2 separate regions of the Mus musculus genome follow, and region 2 is linked to region 1. A link is a contact called in public Hi-C data. All regions are on one chromosome and are shown on one strand. The core of a region is the stretch at or near the end of the contact, and the rest is flanking DNA. Distances in the headings are between cores, read along the strand shown.

The links. Hi-C and Micro-C count contacts between places; a contact is called where the count stands out from the background.
Region 2: a Hi-C map of liver shows a contact between it and region 1, with 3 times the contacts expected there. The contact joins the enhancer-like site here to the promoter of Ppp1r3g in region 1. A contact is called at or near these places in 5 of 484 Hi-C or Micro-C datasets (all in liver), 1 of 115 datasets of contacts at active chromatin or transcription factors (hepatocytes) and 1 of 9 other capture datasets (adipose tissue).

The regions. Positions count from the first base shown.
Region 1 is chr13:35,965,466-35,970,860 of GRCm38.p6, reverse strand. It overlaps Ppp1r3g (protein phosphatase 1, regulatory subunit 3G), which reads right to left and starts at 2,955. Exons shown (of 2, transcript NM_029628.1): 1 at 2,879-2,955; 2 at 473-2,703. The coding sequence starts at 2,262. The coding sequence ends at 1,219.
Region 2 is chr13:36,013,198-36,018,513 of GRCm38.p6, reverse strand. The region is part of intron 2 of Lyrm4 (LYR motif containing 4); the gene reads left to right. Among named protein-coding and RNA genes, the nearest start is that of Ppp1r3g, 48 kb to the right of the region's middle. Within about 2 kb of position 2,648, at least 8 of the 459 cell types and tissues checked have an H3K27ac peak or open chromatin away from gene starts, as enhancers often do. A contact at or near this core is called in hepatocytes and liver, where this site is marked.

The DNA of each region.
Region 1 (5,395 bases), core at 1,706-4,205:
TACCTAATAAAAAATATTTTTAAAAAAGAAAGAAAGAAAATAAGTTGCTCAGGAAGAGTGGGAAGTAAGGAGCGAAGTTTTTACCCAGAATGCCCTCTCACTCAGACCTGGACATATAGAGCCCTCTAAAGTGAATGAAGATGGTCCCCACACTGGACAACTAGGGTTCTGCTATGCAGAGTGCCTGCCCTGTCTGGTTTGGAACAGTGCTTGCTGAGTGATCTTTGGCGCCACTGATTCTTCACTCCTTGTGTGCCTCTGAGAGGAGGAAGGCACCTTTCAGCCCCCAAACCCTGCACTTGGAGTGCAGCCTACAAGAGCCCAGCATCTCTGACTGCTAATGGCCCAGAGACTGGGACAGCTCCTCTGCACAAAAGGGTTTGGTACGGATGTGATGGGCTCTTGCAACTCACAGCCAAGGCCTGTGGCATTTTAATTCCTCCAACATTTTGCTATGGCAAGGGACCGAATACTTTTTACAAAACATTTTGAAGATTTTTATTCCCAGTGTGGGGAACTTGGACTATTCCACGTCATGAGAAAATGTGTTAATACTGTTGTTTCATAATTGTCACACTGCCGTGTCATCAGCCGAGCATCCTCTGACTGCCACGGACTCCCCAAAACCTCGGAAGGTAAAACATGAAACACAGAGAGGACACATGTTCACGCGGCCTTTACTTTCTTAAAAGACATTTGTATCCAATCACGGAAGAAAATACATCGAATCTGGGGAGGTGTTTCCAGAGCCCAGTTAAAAGGACAAGCTGACGCCCTCCTAGCCTTCTGAAAATCAAGCCTGGCTGTGAAGCTTCCACGTGTGAAGGCCTTCTTCTCCCACGTGGAGGTGGGCTGCCATGTCTTTCTCCTGCAGGTTTTCATCAAGGTGTAAGGACCAAGTCTCAAGTTAGAAACAAATCCCCAAGGTTCAGGGTCCCAGAGCCCTTTTCTTGGAGAGAGCCTCTCCCTGGGAAACGAGGATGTTCCTTATTTGGATGCAGGCTGAGAATTCTAAGAGGCGAGTAGAAAGGTCAGTGGAAGTGATGAGAAAAACACTGAGAACACTGCCAGAGCTTGCCGTGAATCTGCGCTGAGAGTGTATGGTTTAACATTTTACTCCTATCGCTCCACGCTCTGTCAATGCGTTGCTCAGCTAAGGATCCCCGGGGAGCCCTTGCTAGCTGGTCAACCTCTTTCCAAGTTCCGAAGTTCCCGGACTCAGAGCGGGTCTGTGGAGCACACATAGCGCAAGGTGTAGTTGGCCCCCTCGTTGTTGTCCCAGTATTCTCCCTGTTCGCAGCGGTAGCAGACGGCAAAATGAATAGCGACTCCCCACGCGCCAGCATCCTCCCCTTCTTTGGGCTGCAGACCCGGGGGCAGGCACAGCGAGAAGTGGAAACGCTCGGTGCCGGGCCCCTCCTCACTATCCTCAGCCTTTGATCCAGAGTCCCCTGACTGCAATGGAGGCAGGGGCTCCACTGACTCCGGGTCCAGCTCAGCAGGCACGTCCAGAAAGGTACGCCACTCCGTGAAAGTGTAGCGCACCGCCACTGCCCTGGGTCCGGGGCAACTGATCACTCGGCCAGAGCCGGTCACCTCGGCGCGGGGCGGCTGGGAGCACTGCACACGCTCCAGGCACACTCGCTGTCGCCGCAGACGCTCCTCCGCAGCGCGCAGCTCCGGGAGCTGGAAGTGGGGTCGGAGCCGGGCGCAGGGTACCAAGAGAGGATCAGGCATCGTTGCCACTGCCAGCAGCCCCCCGAGCTGCTGCAGGTCCTCGGCGCGCAGCGGGAAGCTGTGGAGACGGGAAAGTACGGCCGGGGGCACCTGAGGCTCCTCGGCCTCGCTGAAGTGCTTCACGCTGGCCAGGCTCAGTCCCAGGGAGTCGGCGAACTGCACGCGCTTCTTACACTTGGAGCAGCAGTCCCCAGCCGGCGCGCCACCCTCTGAGCTGGGCTGTCCCGCCTGCTGCCTCTGCTGCAGGAGCTTGGCCGCCTGCAGGATGGGGTCTGCGGGCAAAGAGAAGGAGCGCGCACGAGAGCGGCGATATTCCTGTAGCTCCTCCTGTTCCGGGAGAGCTGCCCCTTTCTGCGGCGACAGGGGCCGGTCCTGGAGCTGAGCATCAGGGATCGGGGTCTCAGAGGTGCCACTCTCCACGCAAAGGACCTCGGGGACCGACAGTTCCTCCGCGGATTGAGGGTCTCCGGAAGACGTAGAGCTGGACGCCTCGGATCTGTGTAGCTGTTCTCCCGAGGGATCCATGACAGTGTCCGATCCGGCCCCGGGTTTCGTCCTGCGGGAACCGCGGAGAGTCCTCTGGAAACTTTTATCTACTCCCGCAGCAGAAGGAGCGCATAGTGTCGGCTGGGCTTGCCTACCCTGGCAGAAAGCGGATTCGGCCTGGAACCTCCAGCTTTTAGCTGCTGCTGCCCGGGACCAAGAGGGAGGAGGATGCTGGCCTGCGGCTAGCTCCCAAGGGGAGGGCCAAGACAGGGAGGCGCGACAGCCAGAACACCTGAGAGCTACGTCCGTAGTGGAGACTAGGATTTCTGAAGGTCGTAGGCTAGCCGATAGCTTTGATCCACCCCGCGGCTGCTATGCGCGTCTGTATCCTCTGGGGTAGCTCTCAACTTTCAGAACTAGACAAAGTTTTCCAGCCTGTGAAGTTATTCTTCCGGAGGAGACGTCCTGGCTGTCACTGGCCTAGGGAATCCGCGATACAAGAATGTCATTAAGGCAAGCAATCGAGCGAAGTGCATCCCTTCCCTTTCATCCTGTATCCCCGAAACCGCTCGAGTCCCAGGTCGCATCTGTGTAGTTGTGCCCCTCAGTGGTTCTAAAAGCTGGAAGGCCGAAGCTACAGCTTCCACCTACTTACCTGGTGACCTTGCTGCTGCGCTTGAGCAGGGGACAGAGCAGGAACCCACCGGGAGCTCACTAGGCAGGCAGACAAGAGCACCCGGTGGCCATTGGCGCCTAGCACTAGAGCACGTCAAGGTCCTCCCGCCCCACCCCCACCCCCCTGTCCTCAAAGAAGAGGGCTGGCACCTCCCTCCATGGCTAAGCGCCTTCCTTCAGACTTGAAGGCATTCATTCCCCCCTCTCGCTTAGCCTGCGCCTGGCCTGCAACTGCCACCTCTCCTCCGCAAGGATCCCAGACCCTCTAAGGCTCAGTCAGGCCTTCTGGGGGTTGCCGGTCAAAACCCAATTGCCAGAAGACTAATGGAAGAACATCTCACTATATCCTGGCACTGGATACTTCCTTAAGTGTTGTATTGTGCCTTTGCCTTCCAGCTAACTTTGCCTTGATCAAGCTTCAACTGATAACTTCATCACCAAATGTCATGCCCACCTCCCATTCCCCCACCCCACCCCTCATATCTGATTCAGGGTGTCCCAGGCAGTTCTGAGAGAATTTCTAACAGGGAGATGCTGAGGACAGGCTCTGGGGACCACCGTTTAGGAGTGACTAACTGCCTCACCATGGCTGTGTGTATACTTACTTACACAAAAAAATTGGGGTTTTAGAAATATTGGTCCACAAATCAAGGAACAAAAAGCAAAGCTAATTTTCCCAGGCTTTTAAACTGGGCACGGTATAGCAGAATTTAAGGAGTCATCAATAGTTACTGATTTTAGTATCTATTGAGGACTCACAGGCTGCTCATCCCTCCCCAAGGCTGAGGGCCCCTCCCATGTGATCTTATGTGCACAAAACTTCATCACTCCAACTCAATGTAGCACACAAAGGATGGGAACATCTGTTCAGGTCCCAGAGCTGAGCTAAGGTCAGGTTTGACCCCAGGAAGTTGGAAAATTATTTTTATGGCCAAAGACCCTGAGCTAGAGAGGAATTTTTAGGAACAGGCCCCTCAGTCCCTTGGCTGGGACTTTCTAGTCATTAAGTGTCCAGTACAGTGTCCATATCTACATACTGAATCTGACAGTATGGGACTCCCAATCCAGATCTACCTAGAGTGCCCCCACCTCCAGCATCTACAAAATCTACAGCACAGGACACTTTTTTTTTAACGTGTAGATAGACATTGATATATTGTGATAATAAGTATAATGTTCACAAACTAGTTTGTTTCTTTGATTTTTTGAGACAGGGTTTTTCTGTGTATAGGGCTGGCTATCTTGGAATTCACTCTGTAGTCCATGCTGGCCTCAAACTCACAGAGATCTGCCTGCCTCTGCCTGAGATTAAAGGCGCACACCACCCCTGCCCAGCCTCAGACTAGTTTAAAAATGAACTAGGAACTTCAAAGAGATTTTGAGGTTGGAGTGAATTGTCTCCCTCACTTGGACAGATTCTCACACCCAGACAGTACCTTGTCTACTGCCAATGTTTTGATTCCCAGGTGAGTATCCAACAGTTCCATTCTGACACTGTTCTACCTGAAGATGGTGTCAGAGCCACAAGTTAAAGGCTGAAAAACTCACCATAAACCAGATGCAAATATGCAAATAAGGTGCTCAGGTTTCCACACTATTTGGTCAACTGGAAAATACAGATGTTCTGCTGAGGTGTGGCAGTTGGTAACTCACTAGAGTGGCTTACAGAATCGAAGAAACCCTTAATAACACATGGCTTATTGTGTAAGATACAACTAGGAAGAGCCAAACAGAAGAGGCACAAGGCAGAGTTCATGCATAAAGTGAAAATGTGCGACAATCCTTGCAAAAGTTTTGGAACTCAGGCTCCAGCCTCCCCTGTGAATGGAGGTTGGTGTCCATTCACTGGTTCTTTCTGGTAACCAGCTAATCTGGCTGCCAAGGTGTGGTGGTTTGAATAAGCTTGGCCCAGGGAGTGGCTCTCTTAGGAGGTGTGGCCATGTTGGAGGAAGTGTGTCACTGTGGGGTGGGTATTGAGACCCTCCTCCTAACCATGTGGGGGCCAATCTTCTAGCAGCCTTCAGATAAAGATATAGAACTCTCATCTCCTCCTGCACCATGCCTGCCTGGATGCTGCCATGCTCCTATTTTGATGATAATGAAATGACCCTCTGAACCTGTACACCAGCCCCAACTAAATGTTGTCCTTATTAGGGTTGCCTTGGTCATGGTGTCTCTTCACAGCAGTACAACCCTAACTAAGACACTAGGACTCCCAGTTTAAGTAGCCTCATTAGTCACTCAGATAATATATATATATGTGTGTGTGTGTGTGTGTGTGTGTATAAAATTTAATATGTTATATAATATATTACATAATTTTGATATATTATATATATTATAATATATTTGATTGTAACAAAATAACAAACACATAATTCCCCTTCACTTAGAGCTGAGTCCTAGGAGGTCCATATCAGCAACTAGGGACAGAAATGTACCTGCTACATAACCAGGACCCTTTGCCCTGGTGCAGGATGCTGGTTACTAAAATGAA
Region 2 (5,316 bases), core at 1,399-3,898, 48 kb before region 1:
TGGAATGGAAGAGTAGTAGAAGTTAAAATAACAAATGTAAGGTAGACTCTTATCTCAAGGATCGTGAATACCCATTATTGTTGTATAATAAACAACCTGTCTGATGGTGGATTGCAGTAAGAATCTTCATTTTATACCATACTCTACTTCTCCAGGTCAGAAATCCAAACATGGCTGAAATACAAATACAATGATCAGGGACCCAAAAGCTGAGCCCCAAGTCCTCTTATTCAATTGTCAGACAACTGGTGCTGGCTGGCAGCTGGGGGCCAGGCCAGGGATTTCAGCCAGACCACAAGTGGGAGCTCTCCCTGTAGCCTGGGATTCCTCATAGCATGGCAGCTTCCCAGGTCTAGAATTCTAAGAATGAGCCAGGCAGAAGTCACATTACTTCTAGTGCCGTGCAATATTTCTTCTGCTGTCGTTGGGGTGTAAGGGTCAGAGTCACAGAACCTTCCAGGCACAGTAATAGTGTCTCCATGAAGATTTAAGTCACACTGGAAGAGGGACATTCAGGGCACAAGTCTGTCCTTGGAAACAACCACCGACAAGGTTTGTTTTGCACATTACTGTAGGTTCCTTGCACACACAGATAACCTCACAGAATATGCCAGAGGCCCTTGGTGGCCTCAAACCCATTTTCAGTGGGTGATTGGTTGGGCCAGTGGGCCAGCTTTTGTTCCAAATCCCCCTCCAGTTTGCAGTCAGACAAGGTCCAAGGCTCTGTTGGTCTGACCTTCTTCATCCTGAAAAGAGAAAGACTGGGACCCACCATGAAACTCATGGTAAAGGCACTTACCAGCAAGCCTGAAAACCTAAGATGGATGCCTGGAATTCACAGGATAACAGAAAGGGACAACTTGGGCAAATTGTCTCTTGACCTCTATGCATGCTTCATAGCACACATGTACATGCACACACATAAAATAGATAAATGTGATTGGAAAAGAGAGTGGGCTGTGGAGCACAGTGGTAGGTCACATGCCTGTCAGTCAAGCTCAGGGCTTTGAGTTCCATCTCCAGTGTGGAAGAAAGAAAGGCTGAGCTCTGGTCATTATCCTGTCTATAGTTAAACATTTGCCCCAGTGGTAGTACAGTGTGCAATTCCAGTTGGAGGGCTGGAAAGTTTGGAAAACCTTACCTCAAATTATAAGACACTCCCTGCCCCCAACTCCTCTAATGCCTTCATGGTCTCTAAAATTCCTCCAGTCTGCAGAGATTTTGGCCATCCTTAGCTGTTCTGAAATTTCAGTTCCCTGCTCTGTAAAATCCTGGGGCCTCTCATGTCTCCTGTCAGTAAACACTTTCACAGAATGAGGTTCTGTTGTGCAGCTAGTCACTGTGGGTGTGAGAGCCTGCAAAAGAAGAAACCCTGTCCTGGGGGCTCTTGCCTAGGCTACTTGAGATGTTTTCTTGATGGCACTTTATATGCTTAGAGTGGCTTTTGTGGTCAGCGGGGACATTTGAAACTATCACCTGGCATTCTACAGACGAGGAACATGATTCGCCCAAAGTCAAGGGGCAAGTGAAGTGGCAGAGAAAACCAAAACTCCATCCCTGACAGCTGTGCACGCTACTGTTCATGCGATCGCCTTTTAACAGAAGATACATAACCATGGGGACCTGAGCCACGTCACCCTCCTGCCTCTCGCTCTGCATTCCCAGGAGGCAGCGCAGTGTCACTGGCATTGTATCTGCTCACATGTATAAGTGCCCATAATTTTATAAAGTGTAGGCTTTCATACGTGAAATGTAAGATTAAAAGTCCAACATATCATAAACAAAAGAGTTTCTATCACACATGGAGGCTCTGGATATGATTTCCTGTGAAGACCAAAATGACATTGAATATAAAACTGGCTATTTTTACAGCATGCTGATGAGCTTTTAATGTAGGGAGCTAGCTCTATGTGACGTGAAAAGCAGCACAAGGAAAGCTTTCCTGCCAGGACCCAGTGTAGTACAAGAAGGGTCTGCATCTTCAGTGTACCGTATCACTCTTTCATTGTTACTTATGGTAAGGCACACAGAGAATCTGTCACATTACTCAGCCTGAACTGTATGTTACATTCACCAGACCTTAGGTGAGTGAACTAGAATCCCAGGAGCAACCAGCTAGGAGAAGCTAGCCTTTATGTACACAAGAAGCGACCTAGCTTCTCTGAACCTAGTTTGAGGCTCAGGGTGTGGGGTTACCAGCCAGAAAATATAAATATCTATAAAACATGAAATCATTCTTATCTCTAAAGCCAGCAGCCCACATCCTTGTTGGTCTAACCCTATATAGCCTACTAACACCTACATGCTTTGGGGATATTTGTGATATATGTGCAAACCTCTTGTCATCCAGATAGTATGTTGTAAATCCTACCAAGTGTCAGCAAAGCCTTTAAAAAAAATGTGTACTATTAACTGGGATTATCATTAAAATGTCAGTCAATACAAAAATCTTAAAACCAGCCAAAGATATGCCTTTACCTAATCCTCCTAAGTCTTCTGCTCCAGCCGTTGTCTTTGTAAATGCAGTGTCCTGTCCTGTCCTGTCATGACTTGTGTCATGGGTAGGACCTGCCTTGTCTTGGTCAGCATTTTAGAATCTGTGCATTTCCTGTACTTTTGATGAGGAAAGGGTTTGAACTTTGACTCTGTTTCTCCATTAAATGAGGTGAAAGTGCAGTGTGGTGTCTGGGAAGGGCATGTGTGCTGGGATAGCAGGCCTATCTGGCTAACTCTCTGTGTCACCTGCTGTCGTCATCTACAGCTGCCTCTTTAACTCTTTGTCTTCCTGTCCCTCCAACAGAGAGGTTTTGGTTTTAATTGATAAATAATGATGCATGTTTGCAGGATACCATGTGATACTTTGATATGTGTACGTGGTGTGTAACAATCAAAATAAGCTTTGTGTTAGGAACATTCAGCCTCCTGCATATTTTTGAGATACATTGTTATAAACTATGGTGATTCTGCTGTGTGATAAAACACTAGAACTCAGTCCTCCTATCAAGGTGTATGTCCATAACCATTACCCAGCCCCTCTCTACCTACTCCTACCATCTTTCGACTCTGATACATGCCATGTTCTACTCTCTACTCCCACAAGATCAACTCTTAGCCTGAACATGTAAATGGAAATACATGGTATTTTTCTGTCTGTGACTAGTTGGGTTTAGTTAGCTGGTCTCCACAGGTCGCTAGTCCCACACATGTTGTAGGACAGAATATCATTCTTTTTATGGATTAATGGTGTCCTGCCATGTATATACAATTGGCCAACAAGTATATGAAAAAATGCTCAACATGGGAAGTCATGAGAAAACTGCAGTTGGAAACCACAGCAAGATACTACCTCATTCCCAATTAGAGTTGTTATTACCAAGGAGACAAACAAATGCTGACCCTGGTGCAGAGAAAGATCTCCCAAGCATTGCCTTGTAGAAACGTGAGTAGGACAGCCTATAGAAAGAATATGAAGTTCCTCCACCAACTAGAAACCAGTTCACTGCATGGCTGAGCTATGCCTCTGTAGCTTCAGACCCAGAATCAGTGAAATCAGCACCTTAAAGAGACACCTGCACTGACATGTTCTTAGAAGCCAGCAGAGCCAGCCAAGGTGCCCTTGGTATGTGAATGGTCTGGTGTTTGAATGAGAAATATCTTCCATAGGTTCTAAATTAGAACACGGTGGTGTTATGTTATTTTTAGGAGGTAGACTTGCTGGAATATCTCACTGGGAGTGAGCAACTTTGGGGCTTATTATCCCCTACCCACTGCACCCATTTCTTCTTCTCTTCCTGTTTTCTGTGCAGTTAAAGTGTGAATCAGTCAGATTCCTGCTCTGGCCAGCTGCTGTCATGCCGTCCTCACCATTGTGGACTCCCTTCTAGAACTCTAAGCCAAAATAAACTCTTAAGTTGCTTTGGGTCATGGTATTTCATCACAGCAACAGAAAAATAACTAATGCAAAAGAATATGTAGATATACATATATATAATACAAATGTTAATAGTTATCTTCTCTTGTTAAATTTTAAAAAGACATTAATGTCCACAATTAAAGTGCCTAATTTCAATGTCTGGACTGTAGTAGACATTCAGCATTGAGCTGTTCTTTTGAGAACCTTCATCTGATTATACCACTTCATCATGCGACTATACCATTTTAGAGTCCTAGCATGAGTGTGGAGAGCAGGACATGGAGGTCCGAAGGAAGGGTGCTCCAGCTTTCAGCTTTCCTCGGACCCCGCTAGCACGTGTTCCTATGTGCTACCCCAGAATCTCCTTACTCTTAAATCGGAACTGTTGTTTGCTTATGTTTGTTTTGTTTTTCATTTTTGTCCTTCATCTGCATCTTAAAGCCTCTGGTCGTATCTTGCATGGGCTTGCTTTCTATCACATGTTGGCATTTTCTCCAAAGTAGAGTGGGGAGCACAGTAGGTTCCTTATATAGTATATAACCTTCACAAAATACTATGTAATTTGTGGCAGTTTAGAAATAATGTATTTTAGAATCATCATTCCTTCAGATAACTAAATACTAAATTAGTAAAAATAGTATTAACATCAGTTTTTATATAATAATGTATTAATGGGTATTAGAAAAGAGTAATTAAGATGACTTTTGAAATCATAATGCTGTATGAAAAAAATCCATAAAGGACTGTCTATGCCATGGTTTTGTTTTTATGACCAGAGTAGACAAACAAGAAATCAAAAAGATTAGTCATTGACAAGAGCAGAGACCATTCAGAAGTCTAAGGAGTCATGTATTAGTCAGCATTTTAAATAATGCAACTAAACTCCTGAGTCAGGCTACTTTATATAAATGATGAAAAGAGCTTCTTTTTCATGGTTCTGGAAATAAACAGCATGGACCAAGCTCTGACAAAACACTACCCCACCAGGATCCCATCATGAGGAAGTCCATGCAGCCGCTTCACCCCATGACATCCAGACACATCCAAGGCCCTGTACACTGCTGCTAGTTAGATTATGTTTCCAGCCTTTTGCCACCATTCAGTGAAGAACTTCAGATTAAATTCTTTCATCCATTTGAGGAAATAAGTTAAAACTGTAGTAAGAGACCACGTAACAAGTGTGATGAGTCTGTCAGAGGTAAAGAAAATGTTCCAAGATTAATTACAGTAATGTATGCACATCTGTAATTTTACCCAACACCATTGCTTTCTGTGAAGAGTCCTTCGGGAAGAGAAATGGACAGTTGGTGCAGGGCCCCACAGGTCTTCAGAGCCATAGCTGTATATTAGGAGAGGTGGCAAGGACCTGTGGTGGTCACCCCTGGCCAACACCAGTGCTGTTG